Regions from separate parts of the Mus musculus genome. Here regions 1 and 2 are each linked to region 3. Evidence: chromatin contacts called from public Hi-C and HiChIP or PLAC-seq data. All regions are on one chromosome and are shown on one strand. Each heading gives the region's core, a stretch centred on a gene start, on an enhancer-like site or on the middle of the called end of the contact. The rest is flanking DNA. Distances are from core to core; before and after follow the strand shown. Region 1 overlaps Peli2 (pellino 2). Region 2 overlaps Peli2 (pellino 2). Region 3 holds the start of 4930538L07Rik (RIKEN cDNA 4930538L07 gene).

Region 1 (2,700 bases), core at 55-2,554, 420 kb before region 3:
CTTTCTTTGACGTATTGGCACACGTGGCTCAATGTCTGAACTAGGATTTGACTAAAGACGCCAAGTTCTTCCTCTGCTCCAGTTAGTTGAAGGGGGCAGGCAAAAGAGTGTGCACACACAAGGACCCTGCCTGTGCTGGAGGAGCAGCTCCTAGCCCCTCTGCTCAATCCACACTCAATGCCCCTGTTCTCGCTCTAACCACAATTAGACTTCACACACCTACTATTACTACCATCAGCTAAGCCATGAGAATTACTTATTAGGTGTGATTTCTACTTTCACTCTACAGTATTCCGTAAACAACTGGTCGAATCGTAGGGATCAATAAATTTTAAAGATACTGTTTGAAGTTAATAATGCATTAGTCATATTTGTAGTCTATAGAATGTCCATGGTCATATAAGCTGTTGGATAATACTTTTCTCCTGGAATTCTTGCTTTTGTTTCTTTTCAGGTTTGGTTCTAACACATTCTGACTCACTACCACACTCACCTTTATTTGGTTTTACATGTGTTTTACCATCAATTACCTGTCAACTAACTCTGGCCTTGTTGGCATTACAGTTTCTTATTCTTAAAAATAAAGAAAAACTTCACATAATGTCAGTTACATTGTTACCCACCAAAGCCAAACCCTTTAAAAACTCTAACTGGCCAACTGCTACCTCCCAGTCTCTGCACAAGTGAATCTTCAATCCTTTGTAAGACATCAGAGCTAAGTCGATACAAGTTGCAACAGGCTGCCCAGGAGGCTCAATTACTCAATATTCCGGGTTCTTCGGAATGCTATTAAACTCTAGTGTGTATCTGATGTGAAGTAACAAATTCTTCAATATAAAATATTACAAGGTTTCCTTAGCTTATCTTCCAAATCATCCAGGCACAGCAAAACACCAGGGAGACAGCATCCAACGAGAGCTCCTTCTCCCTAGCTCCTTACATCATCTGTGCAAAATCCGTAAGGTTTTCCTGTAAGTATGGCTCCTGGAAACTATTTTTCATGAATTCTTCTTCAGAACCACAGTAAAGCTTAATATTTTTCAGATGTCACTCCTTCCAGCTGCACGAAATCAACAAAAGCCATCACACCATCTTCAAAGTCCTCCGAATTGCATCTTAAGTAAATCACTGGACCTCTATGTGAAATGGGTGGAGCTTCACTCTTGATGACTCAAATTTTACTGCTTTGGTTTTGTAAGTTTTCCAAAGTGGTTTTTTTTTTCATCTCAGTAAATGTGTTGTGTAATGATTGGAACCATAAATTTAAGCTGACATGATCGTTTCCTACAAGAACTATACTGGAAGTCCTGGTACTCTGTCAGAAAATCATGTGAACTGCACGGCGTGGTCTCAGACAACACTCATTAATAAGGAGCTTTTGCAAGCCGCTGCTTTAACCATATAGAAGCTTACTCGTGCCTGCGTTTTTACCAGGCACAAGATAAGTAGCTTCTCGTTCTAGAAATGACGTGATTTGTTTTACGAGTTTGTACCCAGTAGAGGATCAAGATACATCCAGCTCTGTGGTTCATTACTTCATTATTTTCTTCTCTTATAGGTAAGATATACAAACTTACAGCGCCTAACGGAAAAGCCTTATCAAAACACTGTTGCCTGAACATACTTCACTGAATTAACTAAATCATCTATAATAATTTCATTCATTAATTATTGAACGTCAAACTACCAAACAGAGAGTAGAGTGTGGTGACTCATACATAAAGTCACGAGGCCGAGGCAGGGGGACAGTGAGTTTGGGGCTAGCCTAAACTACACATCATACCCTGTCTTACCAAACCAAACCAAACAAACTATGAACTGAAGGATTATAACAAAATGACTATAAAGGAAACCAAAATCAAGACCATGTAAAGCCAAAGAACTCCAAAGCAGCACCGGTGAACAGTCTGTAGACGCGGAGGAGCTGGTACCTCTCCTGAAGCAGAGCCGCTACACTTCCCAGTGCCACCAAGACACACACTTCAAAAGTGGACCTCGATGAACTCTGCGGATCAGCTCAAGCTACAGAGCGAACACTGAAGATTATATCAGCTTTACCGACTCCCACAGTCACTGTTGATGCTCAGAGTGCTTCATCAACTGCTACAGCTGGACCAACTCATATACACCGCTGCAGTGTGGGTGTGGCTGGTCCCCAAGGCTTATGTGCTGGCAGCATGGTTCCTGATCTAGCTATGCTGAATGGTGGTGCATCTGTAAGAGGGAGGCCACAGGGCGCCACCCTCAGAATGGATGAGTACTGATCTCAGAGAGAAGGTGAGGTAGGGACACTGGGTAAGTTCCTATGAGAACCAGCAATGGGAACAAATAGCTCCGGGATATCTGCTCCATTTCCGGGCTAGTACACGCCCCGGCAGCACTTGACTTGCTCCCACCTGCATTTCCACCAAGCTGTGATAGCCAGGATACAGGTGTAAGCTGCCAGCAGAGTTGAGACAAGCAAATCTCTTCAGAAGGCACCCAGCCTTACTTACATACTCTCTCATAGCAATGGAAAGAGGGTAAAGACACAGATTAAAGAGCAGCCCAGGGCATGCAGTCATATTAATGAGACTTAATCTTAGTCTAAACATTATTCAAATATTGAGAATATTTTCCATTATGAAATACACTGGCGGGGAGGGTGATTTCTAGTTACTTTTGGAAAGTGAAAATACCCCCAAAAAGGACATTTCTATA
Region 2 (2,700 bases), core at 185-2,684, 470 kb before region 3:
TACAATGAAATATGGAATAAGCTTGGTTTTTAAAGTTCAAAGTCTTAGACACCCATTGACCACTAAAAAGGATTCCATTGTAAACAGGAAGCTAAGGGCAACTAGCAGTCATCCTTCAAGTCTGAAGTCACCTCGGCTGACGGCCCTCACATATCTGAGCACCCATCCCCCAACTGCCACCTCTCCCCTTTTGAAGAGTATAGACAATGTAATACTGACGAATGGTAACTCACAGGCTAACTCTCCTACTGAGGACTTCCTGTGAGAGATCACCCAGTCCAGAAAGCCTGTGAGGTGGTGTTACTCCCCTGAGGTAGCCTGCAGCCTAGAGCTAAGGGAGGAAGGCTGAGCTGCTGCCTCAAGGTGGAGCACTGTGTGCCTGTTCATGCCTCAGAGCCCCTGGGAGAGCAGACTGAGCACGGCCAGTGCTGAGGGCTTCTCCCACACTTCCTCACTATTCGCTACTGCTAGCCCAACCCCAGTCAATTATGTCTGCTGATTTAAAAAGTACACCCAGTGCCTTATTTTCTAGGGTTGATTTATCGTGCTGATAGCTGACAACCATAAGCAAATGAAAATGTTTCCGGCGAGACCCAGAATTCCACTGGGAATTCTGTTGATCTGATGGTGCCACACAAGCCCAGCCAGTGCTGGTGGCTACTCGGATATGAGCTTGACATGGAGTTTAGGCAGGGAAGTTGCTAACACAGGATGGAGAGGTTGATGGGGGATAAAGTTACTTGAAGGAGACAGAAGGAAACCTTTATGGTGATGGGCTAATGGTGTTTATGTGTGACAAGTGTAAAGAAGGCCAAATACAACTGGGGCTAGGTGTCTACATGGGGATTAGAGTTTAATTTTCATCCCTCTACCTGTATAGCTGCTTGATCCACAGGAAATGCCCAATATTGCTTGTATTAGAAAACATTAATTCATTAAGCTTAGCATCATAGCCCCTTGCTTGTCACAGACAGATTCGGGCAGGGAGAAACTGACAAAATGGGCAAGGCTCAGTGGCAAACCCGACCACAGTATGGGACAGAGGCACAGAAGATGCAGTGAGGGCCGCCAGAGAATTCCAATGCTTGGGGTGACCTTGGACTACACAGAGCAAAAGCAATGTCCTCTCCCAGAGATGTCTAGGCACCCTGAGGGTGGCAAGCCAGCTGTTTCTCTCCACACTTGACAAGGCCCAGCCAGAGGTTCAAGTCAGTGACTCATCAGGATTCAGACAAGCAGCCAGGCCCAGCTCCTCTTTTACTGGGTTCCTAGACTACAGACTGAAGCCGAGTCCAGGACTCGGTTTTGGTCCTGTGCAGTCTGGCCATGCTCCCTGCTCCTCTGGGCCCATATGCCATGCATGCTGGTCAAGAGTCCCTGCCTCCCTGACCTCCATTCCCCACACCCTCTGGCTGCGTTCTCTCACTTCTCCTGTGACTCACCGCTCAGCTGGGTGCTCCTGTCAATCACCCTTAACTGAATGCGCAGCCCTGATTAGGGCTAGGGATTGCATGGCTTAAAGACTGTGTCACCTGGTCTTCCGGGCAGTTTAGGATTTCTGTTTTTCAGTAATTCTTTCTACTAAAGGATGGAAATATCAATTTGAATTTTGCTATAGATCTTGAAACACTCAAATTGAGAGTGTTAGTCTACCCTTCAAGGAAATAAATAAGAATGTGCAAACAACGGTATTATTTACCGTGTTACCTGAAGCCACACAGATAGCTGGCTTTATGGCAAGCTCATCACATAGTAAAAGCAGTACAGACACCGAAAATTATTTTTATGCTTCAATTAAAATTTATGCCACTACTTTCCATGGTTTAAACACACCCAATATTCTGAAAATACATTGTAACGGATGGCACTGCAGCTGCTTCTGCTAAAAAATGTCCAAATGGAGTTTCTCCATGTGTGCCAGTTATGTGGTAGTTAGCCCAATGAAATCAAAACAGAGCTTACATTTTTTCTTTCCTTTTTGGCAATAAAGCTATGGGCATTTTAAGACATTTCTGAAGAGAAAAAAAAAGATGTCTCTCCTTTAATTTCAACATTTTCCAAATATAGAGCATGGTCTCATCTTTCCAGACTGGGTAACAAAGCCTACTCACAGACTGAGTTAATGAGCTGTGAGAAACATGTCTCATGGGGACAGAGACATGTTTGTACATAAAATGGAGAGATGTGGAAGAATGTAATGGCTGAACAACAGTTACACCTTGGTGAGTACACTTGAAAACCACGTTCAGCCTAACAGGAGCCCGCTAGTGCTAACCACACAACCTTGCCCTCAGCGAGGAGGCCAATCTTCTAAATCCACGATGTTCGAGCTGTAAAGGAGAGTAACTCAATCGTAAATCTACACCGAAGTGTCTGGGTTCTGGGGAGGTGGCTTAGTGGATGAAACACTTGCCATAAAAGTATGGGGACCAGAGTTTGGACTCCCCAGAACCCGCATAGAAGCTGGACAGCAAGCTGGCAGGGATAGGCAAGCTGACTGGCTTACCTAGCTGGGATTGGTGAGTTCCAGGTTTCAGTAAAGTGGAAAATGAACTTGGTCAACTTGGGCCTACATACATGTGACCATGTACATCTGTGCATCTATAAATCTCTCTCTCTCTCTCTCTCTCTCTCTCTCTCTCTCTCTCTCTCTCTCTCTCTCCCTCTCTCTCTCTCTCTCACACACACACACACACACAC
Region 3 (2,700 bases), core at 10-2,509:
AACAGCATCATGATCTGGACAACGGCTTCCACATTGCCAGCTATTGCCATAGCTTTTCTCTGTCCTCCAGATGTCAGATGCTGTGGCAGGACATACAGAGCAATCCCAAGAGAAGAAAGGTAAGGGAAAAGGTCAAAAGGATGCAGGGCAGGCACCGCCCCCATTCCTCTAATTTCTCTGTTGAACAGCGCTGTGGTCCTTCCACCTGAGGAGGTCAGATTCTTATTTTACTTGTTTTTGTTTGTTTTTGAGATGAGGTCTCTGTTGTCGCTCTGGCTTTCCTGGAACTCTTTCTGTAGACCGGGCTGGCCTTAAACTCAGAAACCCACCTCCCCCTGCCTCCGGAGTGCTGGGATCAGAGGTGTGAACCATCACAGACCAGCCTAAAGATTCTTAACTTGTTTAACAACCACTGTTCCAGGAGATGCCCGAGAGTTGGAGGAATCTACAGAGAAGCAGCTCGCGGACAGAAATGTCTCAAGCATCCTTTGTGAAGAACTTTCCCTTCTCAGCACTGATCCTTAGTATTCCTGTGAGCATCCTCTCCTGGGCGCCTTGACAGCCTAACAGAGCCCTTCGTCATTAACCCACCTGAAAAGAATAGAAATACTGGAAAGAAGTCAGGGAGAAAAGAGAACATACACACTAGGAAAACATCAAAATTGGGAGACTTAAAAAATGCTGTTTTGTTCCTTGCTTTCTGGGACTTACCCAAGCTCCTCTGAAGGAATGGCCTGGCCCAGCTATTAAAAGTGCATACAGAGTAGAGCAAAGCTGGAGACAGGGGCTGAGGAGATGCTGTGTCTGCATTTAGAAGGCCTGTGGGGACCATCAACCCATAGTCCTGCTGTCTACCAAGACAGAGAAACCAGACCCGGCTGAGTAATCTGTAGTTAATTCTGGACGCAGCTCCCGACAAAACAGCAGGCAGACACCCTGGCACCAAAGATACGACCAAGAAAATGTTGAAGACATGTCTCTGTTTACAAGTCTGTGGTCCCCAAAGAACCCTTTAATAAAAAGTCTTCGATTCCATTGCATCAGTGTGCTATAGCCTTGGTTGTCCCTAGAAATAAAGATGTGGCTTTCTTATGTTCATCCATTGTGCAAAGAAGTGGTACTCCAGATGGAGGAAGGGGATTCTTCTTCCAGAAGAATCTAGACTCTGGAACCTAAGAGTCTTTTGATTCTAGAAGCCCCTGCATGGGGACTGTTCTGTCCACAAGGCTCTAAATCTATTCTGTATCCTTTAGAGACCAGACAAGGGTAGGTAGCCAAACAACCCAGAGAAGAGATTGGCATTAGAGTTAGCAGAGGATGAAGAAAGAGACCCAGGGCTTGGGCAGTGGGGCCTTAGAGCTCAGCCTGCTTCTGAGAAGCTTTTCCATGTAGAAACTGGGGTTTAAATCTCAGACATGCTGGGATTTCACCCCATTTACTTCCTGCTGTTCTAGTAAGTTCTTCTCAGAGGCAATTGCTTCAGGAGATGCCCCAAGCTCTCTTCAGAGGGCCTGGTTCCCACAGAACTCCTCTGATGGCCAAACTGACTGCTTGAGATTTGTTTTTCAGGTGAATTGGGTACTGTGGGTCACTTGCTCTGATCAAAGACCTTTTCCATCTTTCTCTGAACATTGAAGACCTGTTCCAACCAAGCCTAAGGAGACTAAAGTCATGGACTCTTCCTTCCTCAAATAAAGCCACTTCTTTCATACACTTGCAGAGACCTGGAGTGCAGACTCCAGACCTTTGTTACAGATGGCTCTTCTTCATGTTTTCACTATAACATCTGCAGAAGAACTTAGGGACATTTTCTAAACTCCAAAAGCATGCATTGGGTTTTCAAGATTCATGAGCTCATAAAATCTTAGGTTATGTCATGGTTGTTCACAAGCCAATTGAAAGGGATCCAAAATATATGCCTCTAGTAACCCCATGGCTTTTCACTATGAGATGTCTCCACAGCCAGAGGTCAGTAGATGGCTAACCAACTAGCTAAGGAGGGGCAGTGTCATGAGATGTCTCACTCTTGGCGGTCCCCTAACCCGGTAGGTAGGCTCCAAGTTCCGATTTTTATTTCTGCCTGTTGACAAAAATACTCAGCTGCCTGGAACTCATCTGTGAAGGATCTTGCAGGAACTTGGCAGTCACATTAGAGCAAAGGAACGCATCCAGAGTGATTAGAATGGAAAGTTATGGCCATAATTGTCTAATACACTAATTCACGGCAGGGATTTGAGATCCCCGGGGGACTGAGTCACCATTTAGCATATTAGGATGGAAAAACACAAAGCTCGCCCGCCCAAAGGGATTTGGATCTTGTTGACACGATGCCCTGTGAAGACTGAGAGCACGCCTTCCAGTGTGCAGATGAAGGAGAAGTGAGGCTACCAAACCAGCACTGGGTAAGCACTGGACGAAAGGTTGTAGCTAGGTATCATTATGGTTGTCTGCTGCTGGATTCTCTATCCCATACAATCTTACTGTGAAGATACTGATATTAAAGCCCCATGCAGAGCTCTGGGGGCCTGCTTCCTAGCCTGATGAATGAGTCATCTTCTCTTAAAGCTGAAAGGTATAGGACAGAAGTCTTGAGGAAGAACTCAGATAAAACTTCACTCTGGATACTGAAGTCCATGCTCATGATGCCTACTCTGGGTTCCTCTAACACATGGGGAGCCAACGCTTAGGAACATAAGAGTG

What was found. HiChIP or PLAC-seq counts read pairs in DNA pulled down with a chosen protein or histone mark. A called contact is a pair of places that touch in the nucleus more often than the background predicts.
Region 1: a contact with region 3 is called in a Hi-C map of uterus, with 3 times the contacts expected there. The contact joins the enhancer-like site here to the promoter of 4930538L07Rik in region 3. A contact is called at or near these places in 2 of 15 datasets of contacts at CTCF or cohesin (embryonic stem cells and stem cell-derived epiblast-like cells), 28 of 484 Hi-C or Micro-C datasets (the AML12 cell line, adipose-derived mesenchymal stem cells, bone marrow-derived macrophages and 11 more), 6 of 115 datasets of contacts at active chromatin or transcription factors (the NIH/3T3 cell line, astrocytes, cardiomyocytes and 3 more) and 2 of 9 other capture datasets (adipose tissue and embryonic stem cells).
Region 2: an SMC1A HiChIP or PLAC-seq map of the NIH/3T3 cell line shows a contact between it and region 3, with 12 times the contacts expected there. The contact joins the enhancer-like site here to the promoter of 4930538L07Rik in region 3. A contact is called at or near these places in 1 of 39 promoter capture datasets (embryonic stem cells), 1 of 15 datasets of contacts at CTCF or cohesin (the NIH/3T3 cell line), 2 of 484 Hi-C or Micro-C datasets (cortical neurons and embryonic fibroblasts), 4 of 115 datasets of contacts at active chromatin or transcription factors (the NIH/3T3 cell line, astrocytes, embryonic fibroblasts and 1 more) and 1 of 9 other capture datasets (embryonic stem cells).

Annotation. Positions count from the first base shown.
Region 1 is chr14:48,172,600-48,175,299 of GRCm38.p6, reverse strand. All of the region lies in intron 2 of Peli2 (pellino 2), which reads right to left. Among named protein-coding and RNA genes, the nearest start is that of Gm52144, 32 kb to the left of the region's middle. Within about 2 kb of position 1,304, at least 30 of the 459 cell types and tissues checked have an H3K27ac peak or open chromatin away from gene starts, as enhancers often do. A contact at or near this core is called in cerebral cortex, neural progenitor cells and uterus, where this site is marked.
Region 2 is chr14:48,223,690-48,226,389 of GRCm38.p6, reverse strand. All of the region lies in intron 2 of Peli2 (pellino 2), which reads right to left. It also overlaps the pseudogene Gm6498. Among named protein-coding and RNA genes, the nearest start is that of Gm52144, 19 kb to the right of the region's middle. Within about 2 kb of position 1,434, at least 75 of the 459 cell types and tissues checked have an H3K27ac peak or open chromatin away from gene starts, as enhancers often do. A contact at or near this core is called in the NIH/3T3 cell line, embryonic fibroblasts and fibro-adipogenic progenitors, where this site is marked.
Region 3 is chr14:47,756,057-47,758,756 of GRCm38.p6, reverse strand. 4930538L07Rik (RIKEN cDNA 4930538L07 gene) reads left to right here and starts at 1,259. Exons shown (of 2, transcript NR_166788.1): 1 at 1,259-1,453; 2 at 1,570-1,713.